Linked DNA regions of Mus musculus: all the other regions are linked to region 1. Evidence: chromatin contacts called from public HiChIP or PLAC-seq and promoter capture Hi-C data. All regions are on one chromosome and are shown on one strand. Each heading gives the region's core, a stretch centred on a gene start, on an enhancer-like site or on the middle of the called end of the contact. The rest is flanking DNA. Distances are from core to core; before and after follow the strand shown. Region 1 holds the start of Foxp2 (forkhead box P2). Region 2 has its middle 360 kb from the start of Mdfic. Region 3 has its middle 82 kb from the start of Gm36669.

What was found. Promoter capture Hi-C pulls out the DNA fragments that hold promoters and counts their contacts. HiChIP or PLAC-seq counts read pairs in DNA pulled down with a chosen protein or histone mark.
Region 2: an H3K4me3 HiChIP or PLAC-seq map of embryonic limb bud shows a contact between it and region 1, with 6 times the contacts expected there. The contact joins the enhancer-like site here to the promoter of Foxp2 in region 1. A contact is called at or near these places in 4 of 39 promoter capture datasets (the 3T3-L1 cell line, frontonasal cranial neural crest, liver and 1 more), 3 of 115 datasets of contacts at active chromatin or transcription factors (craniofacial prominence, embryonic forebrain and embryonic limb bud) and 2 of 9 other capture datasets (adipose tissue and liver).
Region 3: a promoter capture Hi-C map of second pharyngeal arch cranial neural crest shows a contact between it and region 1, with 13 times the contacts expected there. The contact joins the enhancer-like site here to the promoter of Foxp2 in region 1. A contact is called at or near these places in 7 of 39 promoter capture datasets (the 3T3-L1 cell line, frontonasal cranial neural crest, liver and 3 more), 1 of 484 Hi-C or Micro-C datasets (cranial neural crest), 4 of 115 datasets of contacts at active chromatin or transcription factors (astrocytes, craniofacial prominence, embryonic forebrain and 1 more) and 1 of 9 other capture datasets (adipose tissue).

What each region holds. Positions count from the first base shown.
Region 1 is chr6:14,900,032-14,902,731 of GRCm38.p6, forward strand. Foxp2 (forkhead box P2) reads left to right here and starts at 1,318. Exons shown (of 19, transcript NM_053242.4): 1 at 1,318-1,730.
Region 2 is chr6:16,076,106-16,078,926 of GRCm38.p6, forward strand. No RefSeq gene overlaps it. Among named protein-coding and RNA genes, the nearest start is that of Mdfic, 360 kb to the left of the region's middle. Within about 2 kb of position 1,541, at least 9 of the 459 cell types and tissues checked have an H3K27ac peak or open chromatin away from gene starts, as enhancers often do. A contact at or near this core is called in embryonic limb bud, where this site is marked.
Region 3 is chr6:16,694,503-16,697,202 of GRCm38.p6, forward strand. No RefSeq gene overlaps it. Among named protein-coding and RNA genes, the nearest start is that of Gm36669, 82 kb to the right of the region's middle. Within about 2 kb of position 1,344, at least 5 of the 459 cell types and tissues checked have an H3K27ac peak or open chromatin away from gene starts, as enhancers often do. A contact at or near this core is called in craniofacial prominence and second pharyngeal arch cranial neural crest, where this site is marked.

The sequences.
Region 1 (2,700 bases), core at 68-2,567:
ACGCCGACGGCTAAGGGTTAGGGGGCCAGTGGCCCGGGAGGGGCTGGCGGGAGAACCGCAGGAAGGAACTTCCTTCCCAAGCTAGGGTGGAGAGGGGCATCTTAGAAACACCCTCCCAGATTCAAGTCACAAGACCCTTCAGGGCCCGCCTTGATCTCCTCCGGCCCTTTCTCTGTCATCTCTTTCTTGGTCCTGCTCAGACCAGCCAGCTAGGTCGCACCACGCACAGTGGAGGAGGGACCTGGTGGCAGAAACCGAGCCGGAGCATCCCCCAACACCGGGGACACAGCTTTGAAGTGCACTGCGAGCGGGTTCTGGCAATTTCTACTTTTCTTTCATTCCTGTTATTTTTTTCTCCCTAGTCATTGATCCAGTCAGTCCCCAAAGCCTCATACTTTAAAAACAAAATTACACCTTGGTGGTGCCATCTCTTTTTCCAAGTCCCGCTTCGGTGACCTGGGCTGCGCGACTACATGGAAGCCCTAGCAGTACTGGCCCCAAGTGAGACAGGAGCCACGACAACCAAGAGTGAGAAAGGTTCTGCCTCTCCATCCAGGCCGCAGAGGCGCACACACAGGAGAGAAAGGCCAATCAGCGTGGCTGTGTTGGCGCGGGCTCCCTCTGTGACACTCTGTGCTTTAACTACCTGCCACCAAAGGCTTCGGATCCCTTCTAGGTTTTCTGCACTTCACGTGGAATCCCCTGTTTCATTTGCCAGCAGCTCCGTCTGCTGAGAGGACGTACTTTGGGGACTGCCAAGAAGCAGCAGACACAACTCGGCTGTGCCAATACAGCATACGGTTTTGTTCTCGCCTCCCTCCCCACCCCCATCCCCGACTCGCCGTCTGGGGCGGCAGGAGGAGGCGGAGCTGGAGGTGGGGAGAAGGGTGGGGGTGGGGGAAACGGGGCAGAACAAACAAGTTCTCTAGCAAGTTGTTTACATAGCAGGTGGACCTGACGTCATCCAGGAGGCTCCACCGCAAAGCCCAGCAACATTCTGGCCCGCGATTTCTCCCATCTCTGGAAAAAGTTGGGGGGGGGGCATGAAGAGATTGATGGAGTTCAAACCACTTTAAAAAAATCATCATCATAATCATCATCAACAACAACAACAACCCCAACTTAGCAAAGTAAGACAAAACAAGTGCCCCAACAGTACTTAAGAGTGTTCTAGGAGGTCCCTTCCCCCTGCCCGCCCCTCATAGGAGAAGCTGCTCTGCTCTCAGTGTGTGCATAGTTTGCATCGCCAACAACTCGCGCGCGCGCCCGGGTGCGCGCGCCCGCCGGTGCACGCACACATACACTCACATACGCACACACACACACACACATACAAGCGCGCGCGCACACACATACACACAGACACACACACACACCAACACACACATACATACAGAGATCCGGGTTGTGGGGGGAGCTGCCAGCGCGAGACAGCGCGAGCCTCCGAGAAAGCGCGAGACACGCCGGCGCGTGCAGCTCCCCGGCCGCAGCTTCGTCCCGGCCGGAGCCCGGCGCCACCAGCAGTTCATCCGTCAGTGCCCGCCCAGGGCATTTATGCCGCGGCCGCGACTTCCCGCCGCAGCTTCCTCGGGTCCCCCCTCCCCTGGTGTCCCCGAACTCGCGGCCGCGGCTGCCGGGACTCGAGCGTGGGTGTGTTGTTCCGGGGCTTCTGCCTGGGTGCACAGCGGGTGCCACCTCCTGGGACGCTGCCCTCGGGGTCCCCGATCGCGGTAAGTTTCTTCGCCCTCACTCAGACGCTCTGCACTCCGCACCCCACCCTGTCCCAAGCACAGCCACGCGCGGCCAGACTGCGACTTTGCTCCACGCTGATCCGGTCGCGCAGCAAAGTTTCGCCCCAGAGCCTGCTGCTCCGCGCTGCGGGGCCAGGGTGACATGTGTCAGATTTCCACATAGGGCAGGGGTCGCATTTGCGTCGAGACCCAACATCGCCACTTGTTGTTTCTTTGCATTTTGCTGTGTGATGGGGAAAGGGGTGTGCAGGAAAATGAGATTTCTCTGTGGGCTCCGGGATGAATTATTTATTTATTTATTCATTTATTTATTTATTTTCGTTTTGAATATGCAGATTGTTGTATCGTCCAGAGATGCTGGAGGAAGAAATGTGTCGAAACACCAGATGCGTTTGTTTACTCTTATAAAAAAATGTTTGTTGTCTTTCCCTCTTCCCTCCCACTCCCTCTAGGGAAGAGAGACAGCAGTAGAAACATGTGGTGGTTAGAAGCGCACACTTTATTGATGAGACTGCTGACCTTTATTTACTAAAGCGGGCAAGTGCGCGTTTCTTGGGTCTTCAGCACTTCTGCTTTCATCTCAGAAGTACTTATCCAGGAACCAGAGAGGCATCAAGGGGACACTTCTTTTCTCTCTAGTTAAGAAACTCCTGGCCCCTAGTGACTCCTGAGATAACCATGCATTTCTCGGGCCACTCCTGATCACTCTCTTCCACTTGTCTGCTAGCCAGCAAGGCCTGCGGCTTCCCAATGGATCCGTCCTGGTTTTACTTTCCTTCCACTTTGGGAAGTGCTCCTTGTTCTGTGTGTGGGTGTCACAGCTTGCAGCCCCTGGGAGAGGGCATGTGGGAGGGGCACAGACACCTTGGTGAGAAAGGGTTTCTCCCTAGCCTTTTTTTTTCTTTCTCCTTCCTTCCTTCTCTCCTTCCTTCCTTCCTTCCTTCCTTCC
Region 2 (2,821 bases), core at 291-2,790, 1.2 Mb after region 1:
GGTAAGGTGCCTCCCTCCACCCCCACAAAGATGGCAATACCTTGGGTCAGTAAAGGGCATAGAGATGATCACTTCAGAGACTGTTTCAGGGAAGTGTGTTTGCTTTACTGCAAGGGAGCAACTGCTTATATAGTGGATGTCTATCGACTGTGGATTGTGATTGGTTAGGACATTACGTCAGATTGGTCAGTGAGCACTCATATCACAAGGATCTCTATGCTGAAGAAGCACATCAAAAAGAGACATGAAGAGTGAAGACTCAACAATCATGCCAGCTATTAGCTAAGACCACTACAGAACTCAGTGTGCTAACTTCTGGGCATACTCAGGCACATGCTGTGCCATGATTGTTATTTAGAGGAGCAGTATGCCAGGATAGGCTGAGTGCCAGATCATGCCTGCATTTCACTCCTACAGCAAAGTATTCACAAATTCACTCCTCATCCGGACCACAATAACTGTCACAGGAGAGTCATAAGGACTGAATGCTACATAATGCAAATCCTGATTCAATATTTAATCAGTAACTAATGCTTCTTAATAATAATGACAAATAAGTGACTCTAAGATGTTATCACTGTTCAGATTATTTTTGTCCTGTTGTGCTATTGGCCTGCTTTATTTTGTTTGTTCAAGACAGGGACTCAGTCTAAGCTGCTGTTGAATTCACTCTTGAGCCAAGGGTGACCTTGAACTCCTCAGCCTTCTTATTCTGTTCCCAAGTGTTGTGACATATTCCTGCTATCTTAGGTATCAAAGAAAACAGTGATATTGAGGAGGTGATATTGTTAGAGTGCTTCTCTAGCATGCACAAAGGCCTGTGATTTATCATCTCTACTTCATATATTAGATGTGATGCCATGAGACTATAATACAGTACTCAGTGTTTGTAGCTCAGAGAATCGAAAACTGAAAGTCATTCCTTACTACAGGGTGAGTTGGAGGTTAGCAGGAGACACAAGAGATTATGACTCAAAAGACAAAATCTGTTACTGACTCTGAAGCAAACATCACTGTGAAAGGCATCTATAGCTCAGATTTCTTAAGATACACATTTAAAAAACAAATGAAAGATTAGACTCTGTGAAACACACTCAATATTTCCTGAATATAGCATTTCTTTATTTCCATGCATTATGAAAACCTGTGATCCTACTTTATAATGAGGTCCAGGGAAAATGAAAACCACAAATAAGGGCTGTTGGAACCATGTCACAGGAGAGTGTGCCTGACTGCACCCTGTGACTGTGCCATATTTGTACACGGGAGATATTCTCTCATCAGAGACCTTGCGTGTTTCTGGAGGGCTCCCGGGTTGCCTCTTGATCAGCCCAGCCTCCTTCCTTGCCACTCTGGTGGTGAGTGGTGCAGAAACATTTTAATTAATGGTGAACTTCTCAAAGTTGAAGTGCAAACAATTACAGCTCAATTTTACCTTCGGCCTCATTTTCATCACTTTCCTTCTCCCCTCCCTCCCTATTAGATGCCTCTGCTTCACAGTCTGTAAAGCTGCCTAATGACTCTGTCTGAGACAAGAAGGCATTGTTTCACTTTCCTGCAATTAAAAGCAGTGGGACAAAGACAGAGCATTCCTGCTCCACACCTCTGGGTGAGTCCTTCCAAAAGGTAGACACCCCACTCTTCCCTGGCTGGGCAATTGTTTCTTTTCTTCTCTAAAATAGAAAGGATTATATCTTCCTCATAGCAACTGTTTGCACACAAGCCTCAAAGAAAGTTCATAGCACACATCACAAGTACATCTGATATGTAAGTGAAGTGATCTGTAGCACTGTTAATTAGACCTAAATTCTTGATTTACTATTTATAAAACAAAATTGATTATTACTTCATCAACAACATTTAAAGCATCATTAAGAGAGGTCTGCTCCAGCAGCCTCAGGTTAAATTTTTTAACAAGCACTTTAGTTGCTAATCTGTGTTATTGCCAACATATGTAAACTTCCTAATGCTAATTGCATTCAGCTGTGAATCAAACAATGTCTAATTCTCTTCAGGACTAATTATGCACATGTGCTTCCTGCATTCCTAAACATGGTTCTCATAAATAATAAGAGATATATCTAAGCAGATGGGATTTTTCCAACTAAATGATCTGTTTATCATGAATAAAACAAATGGCACATACTAGACTTCAAATGCAGAGTCACTGCAACTTCACATATTTTTAGCATTAATAAGCACCACAGTTGTTTATGAGTGCGATTTTGAACAATTGAGCAGCAAACCGTGTTTGTTCACATGCCGTATTTATCTCCACCAACATTAAAAACAATTTTAAACTGAGAACCCAGAACAGAGTAATTTTATGCATGGACTGGGTGATGATAATTGTACACAGGAAAGATCCAAACTCCAAAACCCCATAGGGAGTTTTCTTTAAATGGACTTTGTAATTAAGCTGATAGACTGGTATAGTCTTCCATTTTAGAATAGAGGACACTGGGAGCATCTTCTGCTGTGACAAGATTAGAACCTCAGAATCACTTATCCAAAAATAGTCCAATTTATTTTTTTGTTTCTACAAAGAAGATAATTTTGAAAGAAAATGGATTTGCATAGTACAAAATAAATTATGAATAAAATAAATGCATAGATTGTTATTGAGAAAATGTGTATAATGATATCTACAAGCCAACTTTAGTCCTTCTCTCTGTATCTCTGTCTTTCTCTATCTCTCTCTTTTGTCTCTTTCTGTCTCTGTCTGTCTCTGTTTCTCTGTCCCTCTCTGTCTCTCTGTCCCTCTGTTTCTTTCTGTCTCTCTGTCAGTGTCTCTGTCTCTGTTTCTCTGTCTCTTTCTCTG
Region 3 (2,700 bases), core at 94-2,593, 1.8 Mb after region 1:
TAAATTTACATTTACTTTCCCTTGGTAGCAGGATCCAGCAGTGAAGGGTCTGCTTCCAACTCATTTCAGGTTGGAAGAACTAATCCAATTTATATATTTTCTTCAGTATCATGGCTGATGACCTTGGGTCTTGAAAGTCCCCATAAATAGATGTCAGGAACATTCACTTCTTCACAACTGGAAGGAGAATCTGTTACCTGCTTTGCCTTACCTTGTGCCTTCTTCACACACCTTGTCCTAGTTAAGGCTTCTATTGTTGGGATGAAAAACACCAGGACCAAAAGCAAGTTGGGGGAGGAAAGAGTTTATTTGGCTTAGGCTTCCATATCACTGTTCATCACTGAAGGAAGTCAGGACAGGAACTCAAACAAGGCAGGAACCTAGGGGCAGGAAGTGATGCGGAGGACAAGGAGAGGTGCTGCTTACTGGCTTGCTTTTAATGGCTTGCCCAGTCTGCTCTCCCATAGAACCCAGGACCACCAGCCCAGGCATGGAACCACCCACAATGGGCTGGATCCTCTCTATCAATCAGTAATTAAGAAAATGCCTTATAGCTCTATCTTTTTTTTTCATTATAGCTCTATCTTATGGAGGCATTTTTTTCAATTTATGTTCCCTACCCTTTCAGATAACTCTGTTTTGTGTTTAAATAATGGCAGCATAGATCATTATTTTAAAGAGTACCTAGAAGATAGTTTTTTGACCTCATAACAATAAGATTACATTTATTTTTGTAAACTGGGATGAAATATATCTTTGCTTTTAGAAATGTGTTAGATCAACTGACCTCAACCCTAGCCACTTGTACAAGGGATTTTCCAGCAATTCCACCCTGACTTCATAGTGGATTAAAATATAGGTTTCAGACTACAGTAGCAAGTAAATGTATCAAGTGTGTGTGTGTGTGTTAATCTCTCTATCACATTTCAAGAGCATGAATACCTGTATCTCTTACAAATAATATTGCTCTTATAATAATACTGCAAGAGAGCAATGTCTCTCATCCCCTGCTTGTCCTTATGGGCATACACTACTCTGGAGTTAGAAATTCTCATACACAAAATAAATACAGCAAAATAAAGCTGAAAGGTCTATGTAATGTGGTTGAAACGCTAAGCAGTAGTCACTGACAGGGCCTGGATTAAACCTCAACATTTGCAGTCCGTTATCCTTTGTTCCTTCCATTAGGTCATACTGTTTCCAATTAGCTAGGAGAAATCATGTAAAGAAGTGATCTTCGGAATGAAAATGGAAACCTTAAGATTTCAGTCAGCACTAAGCCCCCAAAGACCATCTGGAGGAGTAATTCCATCAGGGGCAGGGGTGTTTTTATTTTTAACTTTTCAGAGAAGGTCATTAGATCATTTACCTTCTCCTAACTGTGAGTTAAGAGCCTAGCTCCTAGCTCCCCTGGGGGGCCGGGTGGAAACAGGAAAATGGAGCTGTTCCCAGGTCAATGTGCACAGCTCCTTAAGGCTCAGATGCAGCTCCTTTAAGTTGATTTAGTCTTCAAGGCAGTATACTTTAAGTAAATCAGAAAGTAGTGAAACAAAGGAATTTGAGCCCATGTGTTAATACAAATGATCAAATACTTAACAATGAAAGCCAATGAATTCATTCATTCTTTTGATTTTGGAGCTTCTCATGTAATTGACAAAGCAACTGATGGAAAGGATATAATAAATTTTATGCTCATATCACCTTACCTGTAACAAACCAAAGGAAAGACACAGAGCACCGTGTGCAATGTGCTCACTCTCCACAGTAAAGAGAGATGGTCAATTACGCTATGAAGATGTAGTTCCAAGATTCAAATGTTCCCTTTCACACACACACACACACACACACACACACACACACACACACACACACTAACATGCACTATTGTTACCCAGGTAGAGAAGTCTCCTAGACTCTAGTCACTAAGCTTTGATGTCAACAAACTCTGGCCTTTTCTTGGCTGGCCTCTTACCCAGGAGTGGATGCATGTGGATGCTGTAATTGAGGTCAGGGGTGCTAATCTCCCTGAGATGTCTGAACTCTGAGAAGCGCCACCATCATTTTTTGCCCATCCTTCCTCTCTCCTGTTCCTTAACAGGAGAGAGAGAGAGAGGAGAGAGAGAGAGAGAGAGAGAGAGAGAGAGAGAGAGAGAGAGAGATGCATTTGCTTTTGTTACAGGCAAATTAACCTGCTGTTGCATTCATTCGGGTCTGTTTTAAACCTCTTCATCATTTAAATTAAAATAAAGCAAAGAATAGAAAGAGAAGTTTGCCATTTCTCATTTAAATCAGTTATCCAGGAACAAAGTGAATTTCTTCAATATTGTAAGGTTCACACAGGGAACGCTGAGGGATCTTTTCAGGAAAAGACTGTTGGTTAAGTCCTTTGTCATATTATGAGCACATTTTAAAATAATAAAAATGATCTTTAATCCTGATTTAACATAATTTCTAATAAATTCAAACATATATTTGTTCCTCATTGAATTTTAATGTCAGTATTTTGTAAATGAAATGCCAGTATTTTCTAATTGGTTCTCTGCTGATTTTTTTTTTTTAATCATCAACTGTATGATACATTTTGGGAGTTCAGAGGAGGGAGTACACACACATTGCTTTCTGTCATTTTTTTAAGTCCCCCCTAATGAATTCTTAATTACATTATTCAAAAGATCCATTATTCAGCATTCATCTCGCTGC